Linked DNA regions of Sus scrofa: region 2 is linked to region 1. Evidence: chromatin contacts called from public Hi-C data. All regions are on one chromosome and are shown on one strand. Each heading gives the region's core, a stretch centred on a gene start, on an enhancer-like site or on the middle of the called end of the contact. The rest is flanking DNA. Distances are from core to core; before and after follow the strand shown.

The links. A called contact is a pair of places that touch in the nucleus more often than the background predicts.
Region 2: a Hi-C map of mesenteric adipose tissue shows a contact between it and region 1, with 2.7 times the contacts expected there. The contact joins the enhancer-like site here to the promoter of ATG2A in region 1. A contact is called at or near these places in 5 of 47 Hi-C or Micro-C datasets (alveolar macrophages, embryonic fibroblasts, fetal liver and 2 more) and 1 of 2 datasets of contacts at active chromatin or transcription factors (alveolar macrophages).

The regions. Positions count from the first base shown.
Region 1 is chr2:7,259,308-7,263,322 of Sscrofa11.1, reverse strand. It overlaps ATG2A (autophagy related 2A), which reads right to left and starts at 1,292. Exons shown (of 43, transcript NM_001190278.1): 1 at 1,083-1,292. The coding sequence starts at 1,253.
Region 2 is chr2:7,322,515-7,326,996 of Sscrofa11.1, reverse strand. No RefSeq gene overlaps it. Among named protein-coding and RNA genes, the nearest start is that of CDC42BPG, 3.5 kb to the left of the region's middle. Within about 2 kb of position 2,821, at least 33 of the 83 cell types and tissues checked have an H3K27ac peak or open chromatin away from gene starts, as enhancers often do. A contact at or near this core is called in fetal liver and mesenteric adipose tissue, where this site is marked.

The sequences.
Region 1 (4,015 bases), core at 43-2,542:
GGGCAGGGTGGGTGGGAACACAGAAAGAGGCTGAGGTCAGAGGTCAGAAAAGGTCTCCTGCACCGGGATTCACAGGCAAGAAGTGCCACCAACTCCGGGCTCAGGAGTCTCTGCTCAGGAAGGCCGGCTTCTCCTGCCCAGACTGTATTAAGGCTGAGCACCCTGTCTGCTCCCCCAGAAGACTGAGAAGCCCCTGATTCCATGCCCACCCCTGTTACTTTGGACTGGGGGGCTGACCCAGTGCCAGACCCGGTCTGGTGCCTCTAAGCAACTTTGCAACTTCCCAGGTCAGCTGAACGGTGAGTCACAGCCCCCAGGCTCAGGCCTGACCCAGACTTTACTCCTCTCTGCTTCCCCAAAGTCGCTCTTCTCTGCCTGAGGCCAGGCCTCTCCACCTTTCTCCGAGGGCTTTCCTCTAGGTGGGGATGCCGGATGCCCAAGCCCCTCCCCAAACACCAACTTGGTCCATCCCACTCTCTCCAAAGCAGGAAGTAAGGCAGCGAGGCAGCCACACAAAGTGTTGATCAACACTGGTGCTGACGCGGTTGTTGACATACATATCCCGCGGTGAACCCCACCCCCTGGGCCCAGGGTCGTGGGGTTAGGAGGTCAGGGCACCTTTCCCACAGGTGCCCTCAGCAGGGTCCTGGACCTCTTCCAGACTCCCCTAACCAGCGATATGCCCAAACTCTGTCACTTCCCTGGCCTGGTCCCAACAGAGGCCCCCTGGTTTCTCTGATCCCTCCCCTCCCTTTCCTAAGCCCCATTGGCACCAAGTGCTCAACTCGGGCCTCAAACATGATATGCTTATTCTGTCACTTATCTCCAGATGAGTGACATCCCAATCCTCAGTCTCAGTTTCCCCTCCTGTGAAGCAGAGGCAGGAACCCCCTTCCCGTACAGCTTCTGGCTCTAGAGGCGATCAGCTGGGGTCCCTGTGACCCCTGGAAGGGGCTGGACGCCCAAGGCCTTTCCACCCCGGTGCCTGGTCCCCTAGTCCGATTCTTTCGCAAGGAGCCTCAGGTCGCTGCGCCCCCTCCTCCCCGTTCGGACCCTTCCAGGGCTCCGGCCTGAATCCTCACCCAGATTTCCAGGTGTATATCCCTCAGGGCAACGCTGCCCTTGTATAGATCGAGGCTGAGCTGGTCCAGGCTGAGGTGCTCCTGGAAGAAGTGACCCAAGTAGTGGTGCAGCAAGTAGCGGCAGACCCGCTCTTTCACACAGTTTGACCATGGCCACAGCCATCGTGACATCTCGGAGAGCGCCGGGCCCGGGCCGCCTCCGCTTGCCGCCCGCCAGCGTTCCCCGTCCGGTTGCGCTGTTCACTAGAGCCCCCGGCTCACCCCGCCGCTTCTCTTAGCGCCAGGCCGCACCCCCGGACGCCTGACCACGCCCCCCACGCTTATTGCCATTGGCCACTGGGAAGGGCGAGGCCTCCTGATTGGCCGCGGGGGCGGAGCCTTGAGGCGCGAAAAAGGGACTGGGCTCGCGGTACGATATAGGGCTCCCAATCTTGATTTACGCTTGCGTATAAATTCTGTGTGGGAGGACCTTTAACCTCTCTCCTAAGGGCTCTGGGAAGGCTGTTGTGGCTTGAGGTACCAGCCCCGCAAAGGAATGCGCATGTGCCGACTCGTCCAACTAGTACTTGAGGTAGTTGGGAAGGATTTAAAGGGACAGTGTCCCATCCAACTTCGCTGTGCGCTTTCCAGAAGAATAGTCAGTGCGAGAGCCCCAGCTCGCATCTTTAGAAAGATTAAGTGAATAAACACTTGCATTTTATAAAACGCCTTACCTTCCTTTATCTCATTCAACCTTCACAACGATCTTCTAAGATAGAGATCATTGTCACTATTTTACGGAAAAGAAAAACTGATTTAAACAGAAAGCATCATGAAGGACGTCTTGTCTTCCACTCCTCACCTGAAATGCGGGACAGATTAACTGATCATCCCTTCTCCCTGTAGTTGGCCAGGCCTCTGGCCCCTCCCTGTAACAACAGCAACAACAACAACAATAATAATAACAACAATTTTTTACATCCCAAATCCTCAAACTCAATAGTGGAGTTCTCTTGTGCTGCATCAGGTTAAGGATCCAGTGTTGTCACTGTAATTGCTTGGGTCACTGCTGGGGTGCTGGTTCAATCCCTGGCCTGGGGAACTTTCACATTCTGCTGGAGCAGCCAAAAACAAAAAACAAAAAACACAAACAAACCCAAAACAAAACAAAAACCCAAGACACAAAGGATGGATTCCAACCCCCTTGAGCAGAGATTCATTGTTTGGTATCACCCTTGAGCTAAGAATGGTTTTTACATATTCCAAGAGTTGGAAAAAACCCAAATGGGTAAGATTTCATGATGTGAAAATCATATGAACTTCACTAGTGTGTCCACAAATAAAGTTTTAGTGTTACACAGCCGTGCTTGTTTGAATAAGTATTCTCTAGGGCTCCTTTCTTACCATAGCAGGGTTGAGTACTTGAGACAGAGGCCTACAAAGCCTAATAATTTATTTTCTGGTCCTTTACAGAAAAAGTTTGCCCAGCCCTGCTCCACAAGACCCTAACATCATGATGACTGAAGATGGAATTATAATTCCATTTTAGCTTTAGCAGGGAGATGGACTGCAGTCTAAAGCCAAAATTCAGCCTGAAGCGAGGGCAGCCCCTCTGGCCTGAGGGGCAGGGATCAAGATTCCAGTGCCAGCTCTGTGTGGCTTCAAGCAAGTCCTATTTAAGCTGCTCCTATTGTGAGCCTGTTTTATCACTCTTAACCTGGGGTTGGGCTCATAGGCGGGACAGCTCCTTACCTGGGAGAGACTGAGGAACAGCCTCAGAGAACTGCAGGAAACGCTAAGACCCCCCCTGTCCTAGGAGCCTGGCTAATAGGATGGCTGCTCAGAAAATGATTGTGAAATGAATCAAGAGATCTGCCTGACCCCTGTGACAGGCCAGGGGCAGAGTTGGGTTCACTGAGTATTTATTAATTAGGAGAAATAAGAGACATCATGAATGGAGCCCATGGACTGTCCTGGACCCTGGACGTGTCACTCCATGTGCATGACCTCATCTGCTTTTTACCACACAGGCTCATAGGGAGGCACTATTTTTTTTCTTTTTCTTTTTAGGGCCGCACCTGCGGCATATGGAGGTTCCCAGGCTAGGGGTTGAATCCGAGCTGCACCTGCTGGCCTACACCACAGCCATAGCAACGCCAGATCTGAGCCGTGTCTGCGACCTACACCACAGCTCACGGCAACATTGGATCCTTAACCCACTGAGCAAGGCCAGGGATGGAACCCGAAACCTCATGGATCTTAGTCGGGTTTGGTAACCACTATGCGGCGAAGGGAACTCCCAGGAGGCACTATTAACATCCCCGTTTTACAGGAAAGGATACTGAGGCTGTGTGCCTCGGTGCCTGTGGAGCAAGTGAATGAACAAGCATCACTTCTCCCAAAGGCAGTGGGATTAGAAGGGCAGATTCTGGAGTCTAGGAAAAAGTGTCCTTATGTTCAGTCTAGGAGGGAGCTACCACTCCCCAGCAGTGGGAATTGAGAGCAGTACACACAAGGGGTGGGGACACGGGGCCATTTCCAATGTCCAGACCTCCAATCTGAGATGCCTGCTTCCTAGGTTTGCTTCCTGCCTCTGAGGTGGCATGCATGTCCTATCTTTCATTAAAACTTTACTAGGGGCCACATCTGTCTCTCAGAAGTGGGTGCCTGTGGGTTGACTCTTAAGCCCGATTCCCTCTGTGGCCGGGACACAGTGCAGTGTCTGTGTCAGAGCAGCAAAGTAGACAGGACTCAGAGGGATAGAAAGGTCCTTCCTGCCACCTCCCCCAGACAACATGCGGTGAACGCCACAGAAATGCAACAGATACACTGGCTCTGGGCGCTGGACCATGGATCTCAGCGAACTCAAGGGTCTGGGGAAGTGTAGGGCCGGGGTTCCTTCTCAAAGAATGAAAAGGGGGGAAGGCCAGGCTTTGTAGGGCTTCTCGGAGGGT
Region 2 (4,482 bases), core at 1,572-4,071, 62 kb before region 1:
AACCCTCCCGGCTCTCACCTGAAGCGTTCTAGGCCCTCCCTAAGGAGGCGGGGCAGAGTTCCCACGAGAAACGTTCCCACCCTCTATGACCACAGGGGGGCGCCAGAGACCAGGTGCTCAGGACAGGACCACGTTCCCGGTTTCTCAGGGAACTGGAGGTAGGGAAAGGGTCCTGGGTGGAAGATGGACCTCTGCCTCTCTCTGTCATCCTGACCCCCCGCCCCACCCCATCACGGCTCCAGGGGCCAATAGTCAAGGGCCAACTGGTGAGGCTCGTGGGTCCCAGCTCACTCCCTGTGTGCTGTGACCCTTAGCCTCTCTGAATGCCAAGTTCTCAAACAAGTCCATTCCCTGGCCCTTTAGACTTTGTCCTCACCTAGTACAGCAGAGGGAAACTGAGCCTCAGACAGCAAAATCTGAATCCTGCGGGATCTTCATGGGGCAGAGCTGGCACTCGCCCCCCTCCCCGGCCCATCTGGTATGTGATTCTCTTTGGTCCTGTGTTCATTTTTGTCACATCCTTTTTCCAAGCCTCAGTTGCCTTGCCTGTAAAAGGGGGTTGGATCCCCTGCCCTTTTCTTTGCAGTCGTAAAGTTAGAATTCCCCTCAAGACTCATTGTGTATGTGAACCCCTCAGCCTTGACCAGCAGCCAGTCCTGCCCTGCTATCAGAAGCAGTTCTGGGAGTTCCCATCATGGCTCAGCAGTTAACAACCCCACTAGTATCCACAAGGACCCAGGTTCCATCCCCGGCCTGGCTCAGTGGGTTAAGGATCTGGCATTGCCATGAGCTGTAGTGTAGGTCGGAGACGTGGATCAGATTCCACGTTGCTGTGGCTGTGGTGTAGGCCAGTGACTACAGCTCCAATTTGACCCCTGGGAACCTCCACATGCCACGGGTGCGGCCCTAAAAAGACAGAAAGAAAGACAGACAGACAGACAGAAAGAAAGAGACAGACAGAAAGAAAGACAGACAGACAGACAGAAAGAAAGAAAGAAAGAAAGAGAAAAAGAAAAAGAAACAGCCCTGGCACTTGGCCCTGCTCTGCCCAGCAGATCCACCCTCTGATCCCACAGGCGGCAAGGACCCTGGCCGCGGGGGTGGGTGGTCCGCAGGTCAGTGAGTCTGAGCAGAAGAGCTCGGGCAACCCCCTCTTCCCACTGCCTCTTTCTTCGCATTCCTCAGGTCACTGCTTCTTGGAGGCCCACTCAGGTACGCCCCCCATAACCTCACCTCACTCTGCGCCCTTTGGCATTGGGGTGCTGGCACTAGCTCCCACCTGGCCCTGGGGGAGCGGCTTGCAGAGGTTACACCTTGCATTCCCAGGTACTTCTTAGCATTTCAAAGTGAGTGCAGATCTGTTATCTTCCAAGGGCCCTGCTGGAAGGAGGGAGTTATTATTGCCCTCCCTTGTTAAGAGGTTGATACCTCCAGGCCGGGGAGGTGGGTAGTGCCAGCCTCAAGCTCCTTACCCTGATTCCAGGCTTAGGCCAGTGCCTGGCAGCAAAAGGGCAGCATGTGGCATCCAGCCTCTGGGGACAGGGGACAGACTGTGGTGGACTTGATGTCTGAAGGTTTCCGAGAAGTGTCTTAGATGGTGAGAAAAGGAATCTGTCTGTTTCATGACCCAGCTCTAGCCGAAAGAGGGTGGATCAGATGAGGGGGACCCCGAAGAGGGGGAAGGTGGGAGCCCGGTGCAAATGAGTGGCAGGGAACCTAGGTTTTCTGGCCCCCAGAACACAGCCTTTTGGTTCTGGAAGGCGCCCAGATGCAAGAGGCTCCAGGGTCTGTCACATCCGCTGCACATCTTGGGCCTCCTGACCCTGGACTGTGGCTCCCTTTTCCCCAAGGTCAAGGTTCAGCTGCTGTGGCTGGGCTGAGCCTCTCCCAGCCTTGCCTCCAGAAGCCGCCCTCAGCAGAAGGTCCCACGGGGCTAACTAGAGTGGCGGGCCGCCCCTGTCCTTGGCCACACCAGAAGCGCAGCGCCCCGCTCCTGCCTGAGGAGCCGGGGAACAAGGAGGTGGGCTGTGGGATCCTACAGCCCTGCCTACTGTTAACCAGGCCTGTGGCCTCCAGAGGGTGATGTCCAGTCTCTCTGGGTCTCTCTGCACGACAGAGAACTGCCTCTCTCAGGTGTGGGGGACAAATGGCACAGGGAAGGGCCTCCAGTGGTGGCCAGAGCGGGGCTCTCCAGGAGGAGCGCGTGGTTGTGGGTGGGGAGCGCCTGCAGATTTGCCTTGCTGCTCAGCCCCCCCCCCCAGGTTTTATTTAAATGTGTGTCTCCTGGGCTGGGGGTGGGGGGCGATGCAGATGGTGGGATGTAGGGTCCCCACTCCCCAAGCTAGTCCTCGGCAGCCCCCCACGCCCACTTCTCCCTCTCCCCAACCCCAGCACGGCAGGGGTGTGGCTTTTGAAAAGTCCAAGGTCCAAACAGGGGTGGACATATGGTGATTTCATCATCCTGGCTTTTCTTCCAAAAATCTCTGCGCTGCTCCAACAGCCGTAGGGGCTCCCACGCTCACAGCCACAGCGGCTGCAGCCCCATGTGGTTTTATAATCACCAATCCTTCTAGGCGCGCAGGAAGCCAAGCCGGAGCCCCCCTTGGCCACCACACCTCTGGCCCCCGGGCGCCACTAAGTCTGAGAGCCACTTCAGGGAAGGGTGGGTCCTGCCTGCGTTGATCTGGGAGTTGGGTGCGGTGCTGGGCTCCCCCCACCGACCCTCACCCCACCCTGACCAGCCTTCCTGAGGGGCTCAGGAAAGGCGGCCACTCCTGTTGGGCCTTCACAGGCCCCACCTCCGGGCAGCAGGGGTCACTGTTTGCATCTGGGCCCCAGGGAACAGATGGCTGCGCCCCAGCAGGTGGCAGGGCCAGGATTCCACCTCCTGCCTGTGGCCCCGAGGCCTGCCCTCTCCCTGTTTTTGGAGCTGGCTGCTCTGAATGCTGGAGGCAGGACAAGTGGGTGGGCTCCCTAACCTTCCCAGCCTGTTGGTCTTGGGCACGTCCTCTGACCAGTCCATTTGAGATAAGGCACTGGCTTAGATGCATGATTAGTTTTTTGTTTATTGAGGAGTAGAAGAAATGGTTACTACTCTCACATGGAACCTCCAGGTATAAAACAGCTGTGCTGCGGGGCCCAGAGGCAGTGGGTGGGATCTGAGGCATCGCGTGGGCAGGGCGCCCCAAAGTTCTCTGACTCCAGGAGCTCTGGGGCCCCGGGTGGAACTGCAGCCTGACCCCGGACCAGCCTGTAGGAGGGGGCCTTTCACCCAGGATCCTGGCCAGCTGGGATCTGAGGAGTAGGCAAGGGGGAGCCGGCACCCCCAGTTCACACCCACTGCCCTTCCAAACCCCATCAGAGCTGGGAGAAAAATCCCCGCCCCCCACAACCTGTAAAACCCAAACAGGATATGAGCTCCGGGGGAGCATGGGGCAGTTGCCTGCTCTGGGGCCCTCTTCAAGCCTCAGATCAGCAGGCGCTTCCCAGGGCTGGGGCAGCCTTTGGCCACAGCGAAGGGGGTGGGGCAGGCTGGGGAGTGCTGCTCACCCTCCACGCTTCTTTTCTCTTTTTTTTTTTTGGCCGCATGCCACCAGGGAACTCCTCACACTCACGTTTTAAGAGAACCTGTCAGTCCTGTGTTTTCTTTCTTTTTTTTTTCATTTTTCAGGGCCACAACCACAGCATACGGAGGTTCCCAGGCTAGGGGCTGAATCAGAGCTACCGCTGCAGGCCTACGCCACAGCCACAGCCAGGCCAGATCTGAGCTGCATCTGCAACCCACACCACTGCTCACAGCAACGCCGGATCCTTAACCCACTGAGCGAGGCCAGGGATCAAACCCGCAACCTCATGGATGCTAGTCAGGTTACTGCTGCACCATGACGGAAACTCTTGTGTTTTCTTTTTTTGTTTTTGGTTCTTTTTTCATTTTTGGCTACCCTGCAGCATACGGAGTTCCCAGGCCAGGAATCAGAGCCTAGTTGAAGACCTAAGCCGCAGCTGCAGCAACACCAGATTTTTAACCCACTGTGCCAGGCCAGGGATTGAACCCCCAAGATGCCACTGATCCCCTTGTGCCGCAGGGGAACTCCAGCTGGTCTTCTTCGTGCTCCTACAGCTTGCACAGACATGGCCCACTGCCTCTCAGGTGACGCTGGAAATTGAGGGGCTGCCCCAAGCTTTCAGGTCCCCAGGCTGGAGTGAGAGCATTTAATCTTCAGTGTGGGTTTCTCGAACCTGTGTCTATAGCTGCAGACTTTGACGGGTGGGGTGGGCTGTCAGTTTTGGTTTTTTTGGGGGTGGGGTGGGGGCCGCACCCCTGACATGTGGAAGTTCCCCAGCCAGGGATCGAGCTTGAGCTGCAGTAGTGACGCCAGATCTTTAACCTGCCGAGCCACCGGGGAACTCTTGTTTTTTCTTGGAAGGGTAGTTTCCACGTGAAACTTGGGGGTGCATGATGGCTTTGGACTTGGGTGGCTT